Regions from separate parts of the Danio rerio genome. Here region 1 is linked to region 2. Evidence: chromatin contacts called from public Hi-C data. All regions are on one chromosome and are shown on one strand. The core of a region is the stretch at or near the end of the contact, and the rest is flanking DNA. Distances in the headings are between cores, read along the strand shown. Region 1 overlaps nkain1 (sodium/potassium transporting ATPase interacting 1). Region 2 holds the start of dclk3 (doublecortin-like kinase 3).

Region 1 (5,105 bases), core at 674-3,173, 79 kb after region 2:
CAAGCGTTCAACAGCATAGACTAGTCAGTGCTAATGTTTGGTTCATAAACTGAAGTGTTACTCATTTATGAAAGCAGATGCGTGTGAATGGTTGTTTATCTATTTGTCTGTTGTGTATTTCAGCTCTTTGGATTTGTTTATGCCTGCTATGTTAGTAAATACAGCCCGGATGACGAGGACAGCTGTGAGTATATTGTGTTTATTATACAAATGGAAAGTGAAGTAGAGTCAGCTTAAAGTGCTTGAGTTGTGATTTGCGTGTCTGTTTCACAGTTGATTTCTTTGATGGATTGGGCTCGTATAATTACCAGCCTCCACAGAAGATCTCCCAATTACAGCTCCGGCCTCTCTATACGTAAGTAGATACACACATTTGTCAAACTAGGCATTCATTATGTCAGTAATATCAGTATTTTTTGACAAAAAATGGTGCTCTTTCAAAATCTGTTATACCGCATTTGGATTTGAGTCTGTGTTAATGAAGTAAATACTTGAATAAGTAAATAAAGAAATAATTAGTAAATACTCATTTAAGTAAATCAATAGTTTAAAAAGTAAATAAGTAAATTGCTAAGTAAATAAGTAAATAATTAAATTAGTAAATAAATTGGTAAATAAAAGTAAATGAGTAAGAAAATAAGTAAATAAATAATTAATAAAGAAAAAGAATAATTATATAAATAATTAAATAAGCTAATTCTTAAGTAAAAAGGTAAATTAGTAAATAATTAAATCAGTAAATAAATAATTAAATAAGTAAATTAGTAAATAAATAATAAAATTAGGAAAAAATTTGGAAATAAATAATTAAATGAGCAAATAATTAAATAAGTAAAGAAATTAAATTAGTAAATTGTAAATAAATCAGTTAAAAATAATTAGTAAATAAATAATTAAATAAGAAAATAAATAGGTAAATAAATTAAATAAGTAAATAAATTAAATTAGTTAATAATTAAGTAAATAAATTAAATAAGTTAAATGAGTAAATACATTAAATAAGTTAAATAATTAAATAAATTAAATAAGTAAATAAATGAAATTAGTAAGTAAATAAGTTAAATAAGTAAATAAATGAAATTAGTAAATAAACAAATAAGTAAATAAATTATTAATATAGTAAATAAATAATTTAATTAGGGAAAATGAGGAATTAAATAAGTAAATAAATAATTAAATTATTAGTAAATTAGTAAGTAAATTAGTAAATAAATAATTAAATTAGTAAATAAATAATTAAATAAGTAATTAAATAAGTAAATAAATTAAATTAGTAAACAAACAATTAAATTAGTAAATAAATAATTAAGGGCAGCACGGTGGCGCAGTTGGTATTTTTTTTTTATACCAGATAAAGTAAAAATTCTCCAGAAGAAAAAAATTATTATAACAACTTCTATTCAATTCTATTTATATTTACCCAGGACTGGATAGAAACCGGAAGAAATTCCAGGTCCAGAAGAAAACACCTGCTAATTTCAGAGAGAGAGGAAGTCCTCTTCATTACGGGAAACACTCAACCAGCTTCAGTGTCTGTTTCCCGCAAACTTTTGTCTCCCTCTGTTGGAGAAAACACACACACGCACCAGCCAGAGTTACAGAGAGACGACCAGCAACCAGACCGACACTACTTAACAGACTTCAAGACAGTCAAAACTGTGTGTGTGTGTGTGTGTGTGTTCGTTCACGTGCGCACAAGCACATAGGCCTTTGTATTTGTTTGAGTATTGACACGCTGTGCGACCTTTGACCCAGGTAATCTTTGAACACAAATGCCGGAGTTTCTGGCAGGAGAGCGGCTGTTTATACTCCGATATAAGACACTATAATGTACCGTGGTAGATGAATGTGTTAGGTTGGCTTAGATGTGTATTTCGGGGGGAATGCTGTAGGACTATTTGTGCATGTAAATCTCACAATAGAGGAGTTGTGCCTCTGGGTTGGCCCTCATACGTCTGCGTGAATGCATGAATGTGCGTCGTGTCCGTGTATTTATGCACATAACGGGACTAGCCATATATGTTGATTGATTTGGACAGGAGATTAGAGTGAATGTATGGTAATGTACACTTCTTGTTTTGAGTGGCTGGAGGCGGCGTAAGGGCAAACCCGAAGGGTGGGACGGCATAATAAACTCTTTCTAGATTAATCTAATGTTTTGTTCACTTGTACATGAGATTGGTGGTCACATTTTATTCACACTAAAAAAACAATGTCTTTTGCTGCTTGTTTGGTCTACTTATTGAAAAGGGGTTGAAACAACACAATTCTTAAAGGAGCAGTATGTAAGTTTGACACCCAGTGGTTGAACTAGGTATTGCATGCGGGTTCAAAACACGCAGGTTGCCAGATTGACGGCACCAACAGGAGTGTGTCTGACTATTAAGCCTGATTTAAGTCAAGTTCTAAATAAAAGCAACGGCATGCGATAGATAGCCGAATATTTTCCATATTAAAAGAAGTTTTTGTCTTAACCGACACCTGATTTTTCTATTTTAGAAACGGCTGAACAACATAAAACTGACAGTGATCACCTCAGGTACAGCTCATGTGCTTTATTCAGCGTTAAATGCTAATAATGTGAGTTTGAAAGCCATTTTACATGAAATTTTTCCATACTACTGAAAGCAGCAGCAGAGTGTTCACCTCAGATCTTGAGAATAAAATAAACCATTTGAAATTAAACTTCAGAACCAGTGGCGTAGCGCAAAATGCGGAGGCCCCCCTGCAGGGATCACTGACAGGGCCCCCAGTTGAGGGGGGGACTACGCGGGGAAGCGATCACAAACTGAGGAGTGGGAAAGGGGGCGGGGTGGAGCGACAACGCGGGGAATCCTTCGCAAACAGGATTGGGAAAGGGGGCGGGGTGGAGCGACAACGCGGGGAATCCTTCGCAAACTGAGGATTGGGAAAGGGGGCGGGGTGGAGCGACAATGCAGGGAATCCTTCGCAAACTGAGGAGTGGGAAAGGGGGCGGGGTGGAGCGACAATGCGGGGAATCCTTCACAAACTGAGGAGTGGGAAAGGGGGCGGGGTGGAGCGACAACGCGGGGAATCCTTCGCAAACTGAGGAGTGGGAAAGGGGGCGGGGTGGAGCGACAATGCGGGGAATCCTTCACAAACTGAGGAGTGGGAAAGGGGGCGGGGTGGAGCGACAATGCAGGGAATCCTTCGCAAACTGAGGAGTGGGAAAGGGGGCGGGGTGGAGCGACAATGCGGGGAATCCTTCACAAACTGAGGAGTGGGAAAGGGGGCGGGGTGGAGCGACAACGCGGGGAATCCTTCGCAAACTGAGGAGTGGGAAAGGGGGCGGGGTGGAGTGACAACACAGGGAATCCTGCACAAACTGAGGAGCGATCACAAACTGAAAGCGGCGGGGACCCCTAATCACACACGTGGGCCCGTCCGCTACGCCACTTTTCAGAACTGTGACTCAGTGCAAACAACCCAAATCAGTGATTCAGCATCTACATATAATAACATTAAAGAGGGTTAATATGTATTAATTAGATTATAAACATTACCATTTCGTGACTGAGTGCGTGTTTTGTGCTTCTAATTGCTGTATTTAAATTTCTGTCGTGTTTCATCTGGTGCAAACAGCCAAATTGCTTATGACTGCAAATCTCGTCACATTGTGGGTTGTTAGGACACGGGGTTACAATGTACCCTGCTCACCTAATGTTTACATTAAGTTATAAGAGCAGTTAGATTATATGCTAATTAATAACCTCATGTGGAGCTCTGAGGGCCCTGTCATACACCCAGCACAAGGCGATACGCAAATGTTGTCTGCTAGTTTCAGCTCGGCGCAAGAATCGTTTTGACGTTTTGCGCCACGCTGTTTAAATAGCAAATGCATTTGCGCTCATATGTGCACCTATAGGCGTTCTGGTTTGCAAAAGGAGGCGTGTTGAGGCGCGTTGCTATTTTGAGGAACTTATTTAGTCTATTCCAGGGGTGGCCAACCCTGTTCCTGGAGATCTACCTTCCTGCAGATTTCAGTTGCAACCCATATCAAACACACCTGCCTGTAATTATCACGTGGTGTTCAGGTCCTAATTAATTGGTTCAGGTGTGTTTGATATCGGTTGCAACTAATATATGCAGGAAGTGGCTCTCCAGGATTAGGGTTGGCCACCCCTGCTTTAAACCAAAGGTCTGCAGACTTGGTCGTGGACGGTGTTCTGGAGAGTTTAGCTCCAACCCTAATCAAACAGCCCTGAACCGCTTAATCAGGCTCTTACTACATATACTAGAAACTTCCTGGCAGGTGTGTTGAAGCAAGTTGGAGCAAAACTCAGCAGGACACCAGCCCTCCAGGACCATGTTTGGCCACCCCTGCATTAAACTCTCTCAGGTCTTAAAGGCACAGTTCACCCAAAAATGAACACTCTGTTATCATTTACTCACCCTTTACTTGTTCCAATACTGTTTGACTTTCTTTCTTCTGTTGAACACAAAAGAAGATATTTTGAAGAATGTTTGAAGAAAGCTGAAACCATTAACTTCCATAATATTTTTTATGGATGTCAATTGGGCGGCATGGTGGCTCGGTGGTTAGCACTGTCGCCTCAAAGCAAGAAGGTCGCTGGATTGACTTCCATCTGGGCCAGTTGGTATTTCTGTTTGGAGTTTGCATGTTCTCCCCGTGTTGGCGTGGGTTTCCCTTCTGGTGCTCCAGTTTCCCCCACAGTCCAAACACATGCGCTATTAGTGAATTGAATTAACTTAATTGGTCGTAGTGTACGAGTGTGTGTATGAACATGAGAGTGTATGGGTGTTTCCCAGTAATGGTTTGCAGCTGGAAGGTCATCCCCTGCATAAAAAATATGTGCTGGAATACTTGGCGGTTCATTCTGCTGTGGCACGGCACCCCTAATAAATAAGAGACTAAGCCGAAGGAAAATAAATGAATGGAAGTCAATGGTTACTGGTTTCCAGCATTCTTCAAAGTATCTTCTTTTGTGTTCAATAAAAGAAACTCAAGTCTATAACACTCGAGGCAGTAAATAATGAGTGCATTTTCATTTCTTAGTGAACTATCTCTTTAAAAGCATGCAAGTGATCAACTTTATTATCGATGATGAAATGATATATTGTGC
Region 2 (5,164 bases), core at 2,225-4,724:
AAGAATAATGACAAGGACATACTATTGCAAATAAAAATGACAAATAAAATAAATTAATACATATATACATATATGCACACACATACATACATACACATACATATATGCACGTACACATACAAACAAACACACATACACCCAGATATGCATACATGCACACATACATACACATACCCATATAAATATGCACACATGCATACACATAAATAAAACAAATTTCAAAACCAAAAAGGCAATGAGCCAAATCTGTACTTAGTGTTAAGTAAGGTTAAGAATAAACCAATCGAAAATAAAAAATTAAATAGAAAAATGGTGATATACACATAGAGATAGGTATTTAAAACTGTGCTGAAAAAGGTCTACGACAATGAACGTTATTAGAAGCCCAAACAGGGAACCTTAAATTACTATGAAAAGAGAAAAACAAGAAAAGAAAAGAAAAAAAAAGTAAAAATAATGTAATAATAAAACATAATTCTAATAAATAATAAATGAGGGGAAAAAAAATTAATAAAAAAAAATAAAATAAAAAAGCCTGGAGCCAGAAGATCATGCTTTTTGATGTCTCATGGATTCAAGTTAGTAAATCTTTAAGTCTGTGTAAAGTTTGCGCCCAAAGTCTGATGGTGTCCTCTCTTGCACCATGGATGCGAGCAGTGGACATTTCCATATATACAATGTCAATAAAAGTATTAATCCAAAAATGATGATTAAGAGAATGAGGGGGCTTCCATCTTGTTGCAACTATTTTCTTGGCTGCAGTCAAGCCAGCTAAAAACACTCGCTTTTGAGTTTTATTAAGTTGAATGCCAGAAAAATCATTTAAGATGAAAATAGAGGGGGCGAGAGGGATTGAAACGTTTAGTAGTGAAGATAAATTTTGTTTAACCATATTCCAAAAGTAACCAAGCCCAGGACAGTCCCAAATCATGTGAAAGAATGTACCAATTTCACCTGTGTGACAGAGAGTGCATTTAGGATCAGGTTTAAGCTTCATGCTATAAAGTTTGCGTGGAGTAATATAAGTCCTATGGATGAAGTTTAAGTGAATCTGTTGATGATCAGGATTTCTGGACGCAAGCATTACCATTGCCCAGACTTCATCCCAGTCAAAGGTGGGAGACAGTTCTGAGATATCTGATCTCCAAGAGGAGTCTAATGACAGAGGGAGGTACATTTTTTCCGAAAAGTATGTGTATAGTTTAGAAACCAATCCCCGTGTTCCTTGAGAGTCATCCAATAGTTTTAACAAGGGGTGTTTTTTAAGAGGAGCCATCCAAGGGACCCCATAGGTTTTCAATTACAAAGCAATGTTATTGTAAAACTGATTAAGCATATTAATTAAGCCTGATTTGAGTTCTTGCTTTGCAGAAATCATATTTAAGCACGTCACAATTGTAAATTGTTTGTGATCAATTTATTTAATAGTTCACACAAAAAGAAAACCTATTCTGTCATCATTTACTCATTCTTCACTATAGTCACAAGCCTGTTTGAGTATCTGTTTTTCTGATGAACACAAAAGAAGATATTTTGTAAAATGTTATAAGCATTACCATTGATTTCCAAAACATTTGTTTTCCCTATAGAAGTCAATGGTTACAGGTTTAAACATACCTGACTCAAATAAGACTTAAAATTGACTAATAAATATTAAATAAATTTCATTTTTGGGTGAACTATCACTTTAATGTACAGTAAAAATATGACATTTAAATAAAAAAAAATTAAACCTGGAACAATTGATTTTCATAGTATTTGTTTTTCCTATTATAGTGTTTTATTACTTTTATTTTCAAAATAACAAAATAACGGTTTTATGGTGTTGATAAGAAAATCATGTACTTATTTTATCAAACTGTGTTTAAAAGTGTTATCAGGTATGGTCTATCTACATGGTATGGCAATCTTTCTGTAAATCTGAAATCAAAAATGTTTAATATTATCAGAACTGCTACAAGACTAATAGGATCTGAAACTTTTATTAATATACAAACACTACGAGCAATGCACTCTGACTGAAGCTAAAAGAATTTACCTAATCTAACCCACCTCATGTACTCTTCCCATCTTACGAACTTTTACCTTCTGGAAGAAGATACAGAACTTTCCGCTGGAAACGGAGCAGATTTAAGAACTCTTTTATTCCAGTGTCAATCAGACTATTGAACACTGAACAATAGTGTGTGTAATTCTTTGCATGTTGACTTATTCTTTTAAATTGTTATTGAGTCAGAACCTGCTGAAGTGCTGGGTGAGTCTACAGGAAATTTTCCCCTTGAGGGACAATAAAGTATATAAACAAACAAACTCATTTTGTGTTTAGCAGATAAAAGGAAACATGCGACAACTCACTCATCCATTTTTATTTCTGTGTGAATTGTCACTTTAATGTAAAATATAATGACATTAAAATATAAAAATAACGTTGATTATTATAACAGCATATTCTTAAGGTCGCTGATTCACATTTATGATGCATTTAATGGCACACAATTAACTTAATCTTCTAATACACTGCAAAAAATGCTTTTCTTACTTAGATTTTTTGTCTTGTTTTAGTCCAAATGTCTAAAGGTTCTCGAATCAAGAAGCATTTTCTAGACAAGCAAAACATATTGTCTTGTTTTAAGAAATAATATGCCAAAATGAAGAGAGTTTTTCTTTAAATCAAGTAAAATAATCTGCCAATGGCGTATGCAAAATAATCTTATCACAAATCGAAAAACAAGATTATTTTGCTTACCCCATTGGCAGATTATTTTATATTCTTTTATATTATATTATTGCTTGATTTAAGGAAAAACTCACTTTATTTTGGCATGTTATTTCTTAAAACAAGACAATGTGTTTTGCTTGACTAGAAAATGCTTCTTGATTTAAGAATTTGTAGATATTTGAACTAGAAACAAGACAAAAAGTGAGAAAAGCATTTTTTTGCAGTGTAGTCTTTCGAACCTGCGAGTGTGGACTAGTTAACTGACCTGGTTAAACCTTTACAGATACTGACCCTTTTATTTGCATGCATTTATTTATTAATTAATGATCTGAACGCACCTGCGAGTCCCCATCTGGGTCTCGGTGGCTCTCGCCCCGGTCGCTGATTCCACACCGGCGTCATTCTGTTCCGTTTCTCGCCGTTCCATCGGGATTTGTGCAGAAATGATCAATGCATGAGTTTGATTGACTGCCCATACTGTCCTACAGAGCTGTCCAGAGGGTTTACAAAATAATGAAAGGGTCAAGCATGATCAAATCAACGCTCACCTCAAAATAAAAGAAAAACCTGTCCTTGAAGAATCGAGAAAGTTTTAAAAAAGCATTGAAAGTTTTAAATCGGGCACAGGATATTCAATCAGCGTCTGTCAGACTTGCGGTAGCGGGAAGATATCGCGAAGCCGCATCTTTTGGAAAAGCTACGAGCGCGTTACCGGATACTCCGCATCCTGCTGCTGGAGCGTCTCCCCGGTAACACAGAGAGCTGACACACACACACACACACACACACACACACACACACACACACACACACACACACACACACACACACACACACACACACACACACACACAGAAGAGACAGACACACACACACGCACGCACGCACACACACACACACACACACACACACACACACACACACACGGGTTTGTTTGACTATATTAACGAGGAGGACATCCCATACCCATCCACTGGTTGAAAGAGGTTTGGTTTGAAAGCAATACAAAAAAGTGTCTGCAGCCAAATGCATGTTTCATACATTAGAATATGTTGAATTTTCTTTTATGTATTGATATTTGTAGGCTAAAATAATTTCATATATTTTTATTTGAGATTTATAGGATAAATCATCGTCTTAAAGCTAAATAAATAAGCTTTCCATTGATGAACAGGCTACTTTGTTAGGACAATATTTGTGTGAGATAAGACTATTTGAAAATCTGAAATCTGAGGGTTCATATAAATAAACATAGGCTATCTAAACATGTTTATTAAGTTACACATGAAGCCTACTAATCAAAAATAGAGTTTTGATTTTATTTACAGTATCTTCATAGCATATATCTAAAAAAACAATCAATTAATTAATCGATAATCAACAAATCAATCATTTCGACCCATATTTTTTGGCTTTGCTAAAATATACCCATGCAATTTAAGGTACACGTTTTTGTTATAATTATTATTATTATTTTTTAATTCATTCCTTTTCTTTTTTGCTTAGTCCCTTTATTAATCAGAGGTCGCCACAGCGGAATGAACCACCAACTTATTTAGCAGTGAGGTGATCGAGCTACCCACTGCACCATTGTGACACCCATTATTATTATTATTATTATTAGGCCTATTAATAATAATAATAATAATAATAATAATAATAATAATAAATAAAGCATATTGACTGATTATAGGCTTATTAATAGGCTACATTAAATAGGCCGGTCTATATAATTCCTTAGTCAGGCATGTTTACACTAAGTATATTTTAAAATGCCATTTAAGCATAACAATTAATTCATTATAGGTTAATTTAAAATCAATTTCTAATATCCTTAAGTTTGCAAAGGTTTTGTACTTTAAAGAAATTAAACAATCAATCATTGTATTTAATTAGAAGTTCAGAATGTTTTAGGCGTATATGTTGTTCAATTTTTTATATAGCTAAATGTTAAAAGGAAACATTATTTCACCAATATTTGTATTTTATACTTCTTTCATTAGGCTGCAGGTCAGGTTATTTGATGTATATAATCTTCAAAATAACTTTTGTAACTTAGTAGATAATTTATAAATTATCATTATAAAAAGAAAATTGTTGTTATATGCGTAAATGGACTCTATATAGGCTACTTCATATACATTACAGTAGTAACAGCTAACCTATTCACACATCCTCACACATTATGCTTGATTTATTCCTTTATAATTTATTCTTTTTCCTTATATGTATACGTCTATTCCTTGATTCAAGATATAATTAATGTACACTACACTAGTCGTCTTCTCAGTGTGGCTGTATCGCCACGGTTACTGTTAACACAGCAGTCCTGCTTTGTGTCTGTGTTTGCGCTTCTGCAGGCCTTGTGTTTGTCTGTGTATGTGTGTGTGTGTATGTGTGTGTGTGTGTGTGTGTGTGTGTGTGTGTGTGTGTGTGTGTGTGTGT

Evidence for each region. A called contact is a pair of places that touch in the nucleus more often than the background predicts.
Region 1: a Hi-C map of an unstated tissue shows a contact between it and region 2, with 2.5 times the contacts expected there. The contact joins the enhancer-like site here to the promoter of dclk3 in region 2. A contact is called at or near these places in 2 of 18 Hi-C or Micro-C datasets (hematopoietic stem cells and an unstated tissue) and 2 of 4 datasets of contacts at active chromatin or transcription factors (caudal fin and embryo).

The regions. Positions count from the first base shown.
Region 1 is chr19:45,936,523-45,941,627 of GRCz12tu, forward strand. nkain1 (sodium/potassium transporting ATPase interacting 1) reads left to right here. Exons shown (of 8, transcript NM_200545.1): 6 at 124-184; 7 at 274-355; 8 at 1,425-2,149. The coding sequence ends at 1,434. Among named protein-coding and RNA genes, the nearest start is that of pum1, 5.9 kb to the right of the region's middle. Within about 2 kb of position 1,924, at least 5 of the 62 cell types and tissues checked have an H3K27ac peak or open chromatin away from gene starts, as enhancers often do.
Region 2 is chr19:45,856,285-45,861,448 of GRCz12tu, forward strand. dclk3 (doublecortin-like kinase 3) reads right to left here and starts at 3,475. Exons shown (of 5, transcript XM_009294434.5): 1 at 3,058-3,475. The coding sequence starts at 3,121.